2 separate regions of the Aphis gossypii genome follow, and region 2 is linked to region 1. The links are chromatin contacts, called in public Hi-C maps. All regions are on one chromosome and are shown on one strand. The core of a region is the stretch at or near the end of the contact, and the rest is flanking DNA. Distances in the headings are between cores, read along the strand shown.

Region 1 (4,652 bases), core at 2,011-4,510:
AACTGATACAACCAAATGAATAGAAGGGTGTGGATTAAAAACTGGGCATTAAATGTTCTATGGAAACTCTCCAATCTATTTACTTTACTTAAAAAAATAAAGTCAAACATCAATAAAAAATAAATAAACGTAATAACTAATACTTCTTTCAAAACATGTATTTAGATATAGATACCGAGGTTTTTCTGGCGGTTCTATTGTGTTCAAAGTTTTGGTGGAAATAAACAATCATCTTCTACGTACAGTGACAGCCGCCAGGTTAACAAATTTTCCGTGACATATTTTTCATCATTGTATAAACTATAATTATTGCAATATGTTAAATTTTTTTTTATCATTTACGAGTATTTACTACTTTATACATATTTAATTTTTTTTTTTTAATTAAGTATTTAATTGTGCTAGTTTTTTAATTTAAATACCTAGGTAATTTTAATTTTTAGGTCTTTTAGAATAAATTATGTAGTTCATTTTTTTTAAATTTTTGCCTTAACAGGACAGAGCATAAAGTGATGCTGTGTTTTGAAAAAGAGTTAAGACCAAGCCACACTATTGCGATTTTGACGTACATTGCCGCGTGCCACCGCTGTGTGCTACGGTTTTGAGTTTTTGTCGCAAAAATGATTGTGAATTTATTGATTAAAATAAAAGCTTTATAAGAAAACACTAAGCCCGTTTAATTTTTAGTCAAATTGTCTTGACAAGAATGTGACTACGAAGCGATAGTGTAACAAAGAAAAAATGCTTGATAGTGTACAAATAAATCATTTGAAAGTATAAAATTTAATAATTCGAAGATTACAATACTGGGAATACAACAAGCTCAATGTGTCGGGTGAGTACTGCTGTAGGTAAACGGTAAACATATTTTATACGATTTATCTTATACTCGAAAATAATCTGAATGAAAATAGAAGTGCGTCGGCTTGAGTGCTGTATACATATTATAATAATACGGTATTTCCAATAATACGCCGAACACTCACTGACTATGTAATAACACTTTGGTAAGCGGTGTTATACTACATCACTATTATTATTTTTGTTTACATTTTTCAATGTTTCCTAAACATCTAAATAAATTAGAAACTTCAAAATTGTTGTTTTCTAACAAATTTTCCGCCTGGGGCAGCTGCACATGCTCACACAAACCAGGCACTGTCTACGTATGTATTCAATGTGTTATGGTCAGATAATGTAAGTATCTTGTATTCTTATACATCTATATTTGACATATAGATGCAAGTTCAACGAACGCAATTTTCGATCTCATGTGGTGATAGGAATAACAATCCGAAAAATAGTTTTAACCACTTTCCTAACTCGTTTTCGTTTGTTTATGCTGACATGCTGTTCGGAATTTATCCGTAAAGTTAATCCGTTAAACATTATAATTTTATTTTTTATATTTATTTATAATATATTGATTTCTTTTCACTACCTACCAACACTGGCCTAAATGAAATCGACATACTTAAATTTCATTATTTGAAAACACCTCTCTACATGCTTCGTGAGCATGCGGTATAAATGTTACAATAATAGTTACGTACTTACAACCAAGTCAAATACATAATAATAAATAAACTTATAAAAATTTGGCAACATTGCACTAAATACTAAGGTACAAAACGTACGGAATAGTGTGTCTTAAAATGTGCACTGCAATTCCGTTCGCTAATAAGGGCTGTAGCTTATTAGGATAGTGTTCTATCCGAACAGTGAATACTCGTCTTATTTTTTAGGTACCAAATTAAAGCAAATAACTGAAGAATCTGAAATTTTTTTTTCTTGTCGATAGTTTCATAACATTTAAATATTTAATTTCAAATATATTTATCATTCAAGATTTATTTAAAAACTTTTTGTTTTTCAATTTATACGATGATTTGTTATTAAACTAAGGGCCCTCCGCATTCCGGGTCGTGCCTTAAAACGGATGATAATAAATGTATACAACAACTACTACAATAATTATTAATAAGTAAAAACTACCAAAAGCTATAAAAAGTGTAAATCCTGAGTGACCGAGTATTAAAAAGCACAGAATTTTTTTTTGTTGGAATATTTAGTATTTTGCCAACCTTCTATTGTATATTTATATTTTTTTCGTTATGATAAAATTGTAATTATTACATAGAACGTTATTACTTGGGCATATTATTATTTCATCATTCAAAATTATAATTAGGCAGGTACACGATCATTTTCAGTAGTACAAAAAAAAAACACACACACAAAATGCATATGTTATATTTTGCTTGTGGCTTGTATAAATAAATAATATGGCATTATTAAAACGGTTCTGATTATTTATAAAATATTACTTGTTCTTTTATCGGTATTTTGTTTGGCCATTATAATGAAAAAACTGCGTGGAACACATCAGTAGTAAATAATTACATACCGTCTTTTTGAAGACAAAAAAAAACACACACACAAAATGCATATGTTATATTTTGCTTGTGGCTTGTATAAATAAATAATATGGCATTATTAAAACGGTTCTGATTATTTATAAAATATTACTTGTTCTTTTATCGGTATTTTGTTTGGCCATTATAATGAAAAAACTGCGTGGAACACATCAGTAGTAAATAATTACATACCGTCTTTTTGAAGACAAAAAAAAACACACACACATCAAATTCACGTAAAACAATATTGTTTTTACGGTTTTTTACAACAAAAACGTTGTCGGTTTATTCCGTTTAAAAAAGAAACTTTTAGCACTCACGCGCATAGATAAAAAAAAATATATAATAATTTTAATAACTATAACTATATTATGTTTTTTATCTGTAATATGCTCTAAACGTTAGAAACAAAAAATAGAAGAATAATACTCATCACGACTCGTAGGTATAATGTTATGCATGATAAATATTATTATTGACGGGCTATATCCCGGTGGCGCGATCTGTGACCTACAAAGTGGACAAACACGACCTTACCGCAGCCGACCAATGAAAAAATATACCGCAACGAGTTGTAACCTGTTTATAATAAAATATTATTACGAACTAAGATAGTATTATCTATAATAAACGTGCTCTCTAAACGATATCTTTACTCGAACACTCGATGATAATAATTAATAATATTTAAATAATAATGTCTATAATGTGATGTAATAAATTGGATGTTCACTTAACATTTTGTCAATTCATCGTAGTCCGTTTCTCCGTAACTACTTTAGTTAACGATTTCACCACGTCTGAGAAAAAAAAAACAAGTTCAAACTGGTATGTACTAATGTACTGTTAAAATTGTTTTTTTAAAGTACTCGTTTAAATTGTTTTAATTTGGTGAAAATTAATATTTTAAAAATATTTATAAGTTATGTGCTTTTACTCAATTTTAATGTCCTCAAATAATTTAGTGAATATAACAATGGAAGAAAAAGAAAATCCAAATAGCATAAAGCTTCCTGATACTTTGGAAGTCTTCAGGAATTTGAAAAATGCAAAACAGTTTGCAATTGATATTGGTATGTTATACAATCAATAGTATCTAAAACAAATATTGATTTTCTGTTTACAGCTAAATTTTTCCAAAACATATTCATTTTTCTAAAATGTGCATATTATTGTTAGTTTTCATTTGTTACTTAGTAATCAAAGCAATTTATTTATGTATACATATTACCAAAGTATTCCATTTTTAAGGGCATTTTTACATTATTAACTTATTAGTTATTGAAGTTTTTTAAATAAGTAAAAATAATTTTATTATATTATTAAACCAATTTTGTAGAATCATGGTCTTATATAAGCCTAATTTAAATATTTCAACCAATAAATGTATTCATTTTTGTGTTCAAAAGTATTATATAAGTAGCTATATCAAACATACTCAAGTGTTGAGTATATTCTTTAAATTTTTTTTTAAAAACCTACAGTAAATAACTAATCATTAATATTTTATCTCAAAAACCTAAGCTACCAAATAAAATTATTTTTTTAAACACATATTGGTTAATTAAATACTTTAAAATAATTAGGTATTAAAATTATTAATAAATTATTAAAATAATTAATGTATATTTAATTGAACCAATTATTAAAATAAATCTTAAATATCAGTACTTTAATTAGTGGTATGTTGACACTCTTAACTCAATATTTAATATTTATAATTAATATTTCTACATAATCTGTATAAAGAAAAAGAGTAACTACTTAATATAATATTTCATATTGTATTTTATTACATTAAAATCAAAAAATAATTTATTGACCATCTGTTGCAATGTTGTATATGTTTAGTTTTAAGTGGAAATCTCCTATTTTACAAGCCTTATTAACCTATTTTAGAATAATGTTAATATACAAGCTAAAATATCCATATTATAATATACCATATCATTTTATATTGGATTTAAAGTATACAACTATAAACAATAACAAATTTATTAATATAGAGCTATAAACCATTTTGATAGATTTGTACTATTCATACTTTAAATCTTATATTCATGGATAGTTTTAAACTGTTTATTTTTACCCAAATTATTCTTTAGAGACTGTAATCTCCTTATTACATTTCAGTTATTATCAATTTGTTTGACAGTGCTAATTATGTTTTTAAAAATTACTATAATATATGCAATCTTACATTCTTACCATTATTAATAAAACAATTTATTTAAT
Region 2 (4,691 bases), core at 1,469-3,968, 170 kb before region 1:
TATTATAATTTAATTATTTAATTAATGTTCAGACGCTCGCAAAAAAAAAAATTAGATTCTGAACGAAGTGATGAATGTATTGATTTTACAATGATGTTTTTTTTTGTGTGTGTACACAGCTTAACTTGTCGAAATAATGCTTAAATTTCAAACTTCAGAGGTGGTTTTCCGATGATAATATCTTTGGTGCATTATAGAGATCAAAAGTAAATATTTTCCAATAGTTTTCAAAAAAAAGTGACGGAAAAACGGGAATTTTTACGCAAAACCAGTTTCCACCAAATCGAGTTTTTTATATGGTTGTAAGTTGTAACTTATAATTCAAAAACTAATTACTGTAAATACTTGAATTTTTCACCAAATGTTTATATTAATGTTATTTATAGTTAGGATGTTGATGACCTAAAATACACACAAAATTGCCTTAACAACTTCAAAAACTGAAATTAAAAATCATCTAAAATATCTAATTAAATAGGTGAAAAAATGTATTTAAAAATAATAATTTTTACAAGAGGTATGGGTGTGATAGTAATTTAAAATATGAATTATAATATTAATAAACAATAGTATACATTTATATTTTAAGGATTATTTAAAATTATTAATAATTATTAAAAAATAAAATATAAATAAAAAAATAAAAATAATAATATTAAAATTTTTTTTTTAATGTTACATTAAAAATACATTTTCTTTAAAATAAAAAATTTGATAAAAATTCCCCCCCCCATGAATAAAAACTACAAAAATGACTTAAAAATGACGTAAAAAATAAAAAAATGCATTTATAGTTAAAAATGAACAAAAAAGCAAAAAATGCAAAATAAAATTAGAATATTATGCATCAAGGGAGCATGAACCAAATTTTTAGCTAAGATAGCATTGTATAAAATGAAAGGAAAAAAAATGAAAAGTCATCAACATCCTAACTCTAGTTATCTATATATAGTTAACATTTCAAAATATTTTGATATTTTTTGAGCTATTTATAGGCAATTGAAATTTTCGATTTTTCTAAGGATTATTTTTTTGAAGTGTCGATAAAAAAATGTTGGGCGTCCAAAAAAACTTGAAAATTTAATACAAGGTTCCTTATGAGTTGTTCTTACTGTAGCTAAAAAAAATTAAAAATTGTTAGTCGTAATTTTTTTTATAAGCGTTTTTACTGCAAATTTTTACGAAATGTATCAAAATCACGAAAATTTGCAAGTAATTTTGTAGTTGAAAAATTATAAAATTGTTTGTATTTTATTTAAGGTTAAATAATTCAACACTAAGTTTTTCATAAATAATTTTCTTTCAAATAGCTGTAGAGAAATCTCTAAACATTAAAATAGGAAAAATGTTATGTGCGTTTGAATTTTAAATGTTTACGAAATCGCGTACCTAACGATAACGATTTATCTTCAAACGAATTTAAATACCTATTTATTATAATTCAAAAAGTATAAGTCGTAGATATACTTGAAAATGTCACCAGTTATTTAGATTAGCATTTTCTTTATATGATTTCATTTTTTAATTATTTCGCTTATTTATATACATTTGAAGTAGGTATTCGTTTTTGTTTAGTTTTTTTTTTATATAAATATCGATAAAATTTTTTTAGCCGAGTCAAAATACTAGAAAATTTAATACAAAGTTCCTTATAAGTTATTCTTATAGCGATTAAAAAATTATAAGAATACATAAGCACAGTTTTTTATTATTAGCATTTGAAGTTCAAATATTGACAACAATTCGTCAAAATCGTGAATATTTGCAAATTATTTTTTAAGTATAATTCATAAAGTTGTTTGTATAAGTAGCTAAGAGTTGAAAATGTAATGCAAGATTTTCCATAAGTTTGGCTTACAATAATTATAAAAGAACTTAAATTTTGGTGTAGGTATTCAGGTCATTAAAACATAGGTAAATCACCTTTTTCATCAACCACTGGGAATTATATCCTAGGCTGATAAATCATCTTTTTTAACAGGTATTGCACTTTGAAAACCGGTAAATTTGGGTTGGGTATTCGAAATATAAATTTTTTTGTATACTTTTTTTAATATCATTAAATGTAAGTATCGCATAATATTAAACCGGTTTTTGTTATTATTATTAAAAAAATAGCACCGCCGTGACCGCGAAAACGTTGACCGGACCACATTATTATGTACATATAAACACAATACTAAATAAAAAACGGAAAACGTTATGCTAGTTCTTCGGTCTGCTGATAAATGTAAACAATACAGCATAAAATTCACTTACTTTTTCCGATGAATTTGGTATGAAATCGAATTGAAATATTCTTTACAGATGGTAAACACGGTTAAAAAAACTGGAGCCCCTACGCTGTGTGATACGTCTTCATCGACTGACGCTGCGACCCTAACGATAAAATCTCTATAATGACTATTGAGTATTGGATATTTTGTGAAAGTGGTTTGTACTTTGGTCTTAATTCAGTCTCAGTGTAAGTCGCTCTCCTCAGGAGTCTATTTTTTTTTTTTAACCGCATGACAGCATGTGTATTGGAGGCATTTCAGCATTTGGCATAACAGTCATACCACTCATACCAAACATTTGGATACCGTATTTCTCATTTCAAATTTTTAATCATTTTTTAATTTTTAACGTTATCATTCGTTCGCTACTCGTTGAGTGAAAGTGAATCAGTGATAACAACGATTGTTTGGTTTAAAATTTTTTTACCGAACTCAATTAATTACTGTTGAATCGTTTATTATATCATAATTTATGGCTGATTCATTGAGTTGAAGAATGTACATTGAACAATGTTACTTTTTAAAAAAATGACTTTTTAATTTTTATAAGCTACAAGCTTAGATCAGAAATCCTAAACACGATGAGTTATTTTACAGAATTTGATTCGTCCGTTTTTTAATTATAATTACACAATTATACAGACCGTTGTTGGCTTAAATCTCTGTAACTAAGTAGGTAATTCGATTTCACGATTGCTTGTTTTACGTGTTATCATGTATAACTAACCAATGATGTAAATGTTGATGTTTTTTAATAGGTAAAGAGATTCCACCTTATAAGTACAACGTTGTATCGATAACTTAACTATGGATGATTTTTTGCGACTTGTGACTTCAGATTTTGAACACATAGCATCTAATACTGGGTTTCGATTCAATCAATATAATGGATCGGTTGATTGGGAATATTTAGGTAATTTTCATACAATACATAGGTATATATTATATAATATCTTAATATTGTTTTTTCTTTGAATTGATCTGTGTAGAAGAATTTGTCATTGGTGATATAGTTGATAACGCTGATGTAAAGAGTTTGTCAAAGCTTGTAGCCAGTGTTCTTAGTTACAATATTGAAAAAATGAGTGTGTCTAAAAAAATTTTTCGTCTTTCACAATTGATAATAGACTTTTTGTTACATTACAAAAACCATTCAACTTTTAAGTTCAATGAAAAAGTATGTATACCGTTTTAATTTTAAGAAGATTGACATCAATAACTTTTAATTAAATTATTAAAAAAAATTATTAATACTTATAAATAATAAATAAATATTTATCTATCTAGGTAGATTCAATGGCACTTTGTGAGTTATGTGGAAAGATGTTCATGGATAATTCTTATTTGAAATATCATTGTTTCCGTCGACATAAACTTAACTCATGCACTTTTACAAATTCTCTAGACAATGAATATGTTGATAGTTTAAAATCAGAAATCCTTCAACTTCAAACTCAATTGAAAGAAACTACATTAACTCTTGAGAATAAATTAAAAGTAAAGTATATTATAAGATTGTACCCATTTATACTATGTGTTTATTTAATCCTTAATCGGTATCGGTGTTAGTGTTTTGTTAACATTAAACTTACATATAATAAATACCACTTGTCCAAATAAAAATAAATTGTTTTGAAATACCATATATCTCTTATTCTATTAATATTATACTGAGATAACAACAAAACTAATATAAACACATCTATTTGTGAATATTATAACCAGTCAAATTTTGCAGTACCGTTCAGTTAGCAGAAATAAACTACTCCATTTACTACTTGTCCGACATGCAATAACACAAACAAGTTTTTTTATGAGACAGTGATTTGTTTAATTTTTATATTATATATTTTTTTCTATTTGTTTTTAATTTTTCATACATACAGTTTTAATGAAAATTGATATAAAATAATGAAATAATTTTAGGATATAGCTAGATAAACATTTTTACCTTTGTTTCACTATTTTAAGTACATTAAATAATTTACAGGACCAATAAAATGATAATGTTAACATAACGCTAACATGATATCAATTGTATTACAAAACATAGCGATACCTATGACGGGTTAAAATTGAAGTATTATATTTTATGATTTTAGAATTCTCAAATGTACTTTGATGAACATGACCTAAATAACTGTAATTTTGTTCATAAAAATAAATTATCATACCATGTAAGTTATTTATGATGTTCATTGATTTGGAGTATTTTAGTCAATAATATTAAATTTGAATTTTATTTTTAGTTAATACCTCAACCCTATGATAACCCTATGCAGATACAAGAAATGTATTGGAAACAAAAATATGAAAGCTTAGAAGAAAATTATAATACTCTTAAAAATGAATATGAAAAAAGTCAAAGTTCTACTAAATCTAAAACTAGTAACTATATATTTTTTTTTAATCTTA

The links. A called contact is a pair of places that touch in the nucleus more often than the background predicts.
Region 2: a Hi-C map of whole body shows a contact between it and region 1, with 3 times the contacts expected there. The contact joins the promoter of LOC114125612 here to the promoter of LOC114125581 in region 1. A contact is called at or near these places in 2 of 2 Hi-C or Micro-C datasets (both in whole body).

What each region holds. Positions count from the first base shown.
Region 1 is chr3:11,968,364-11,973,015 of ASM2018417v2, reverse strand. LOC114125581 (4'-phosphopantetheine phosphatase) reads left to right here and starts at 3,260. Exons shown (of 12, transcript XM_050204553.1): 1 at 3,260-3,490. The coding sequence starts at 3,343.
Region 2 is chr3:12,138,715-12,143,405 of ASM2018417v2, reverse strand. LOC114125612 reads left to right here and starts at 2,718. Exons shown (of 9, transcript XM_027989349.2): 1 at 2,718-2,948; 2 at 3,035-3,189; 3 at 3,266-3,453; 4 at 3,564-3,773; 5 at 4,379-4,453; 6 at 4,526-4,664. The coding sequence starts at 3,084. It overlaps LOC126551405 (a long non-coding RNA gene), which reads right to left and starts at 2,420. Exons shown (of 2, transcript XR_007605303.1): 1 at 2,260-2,420.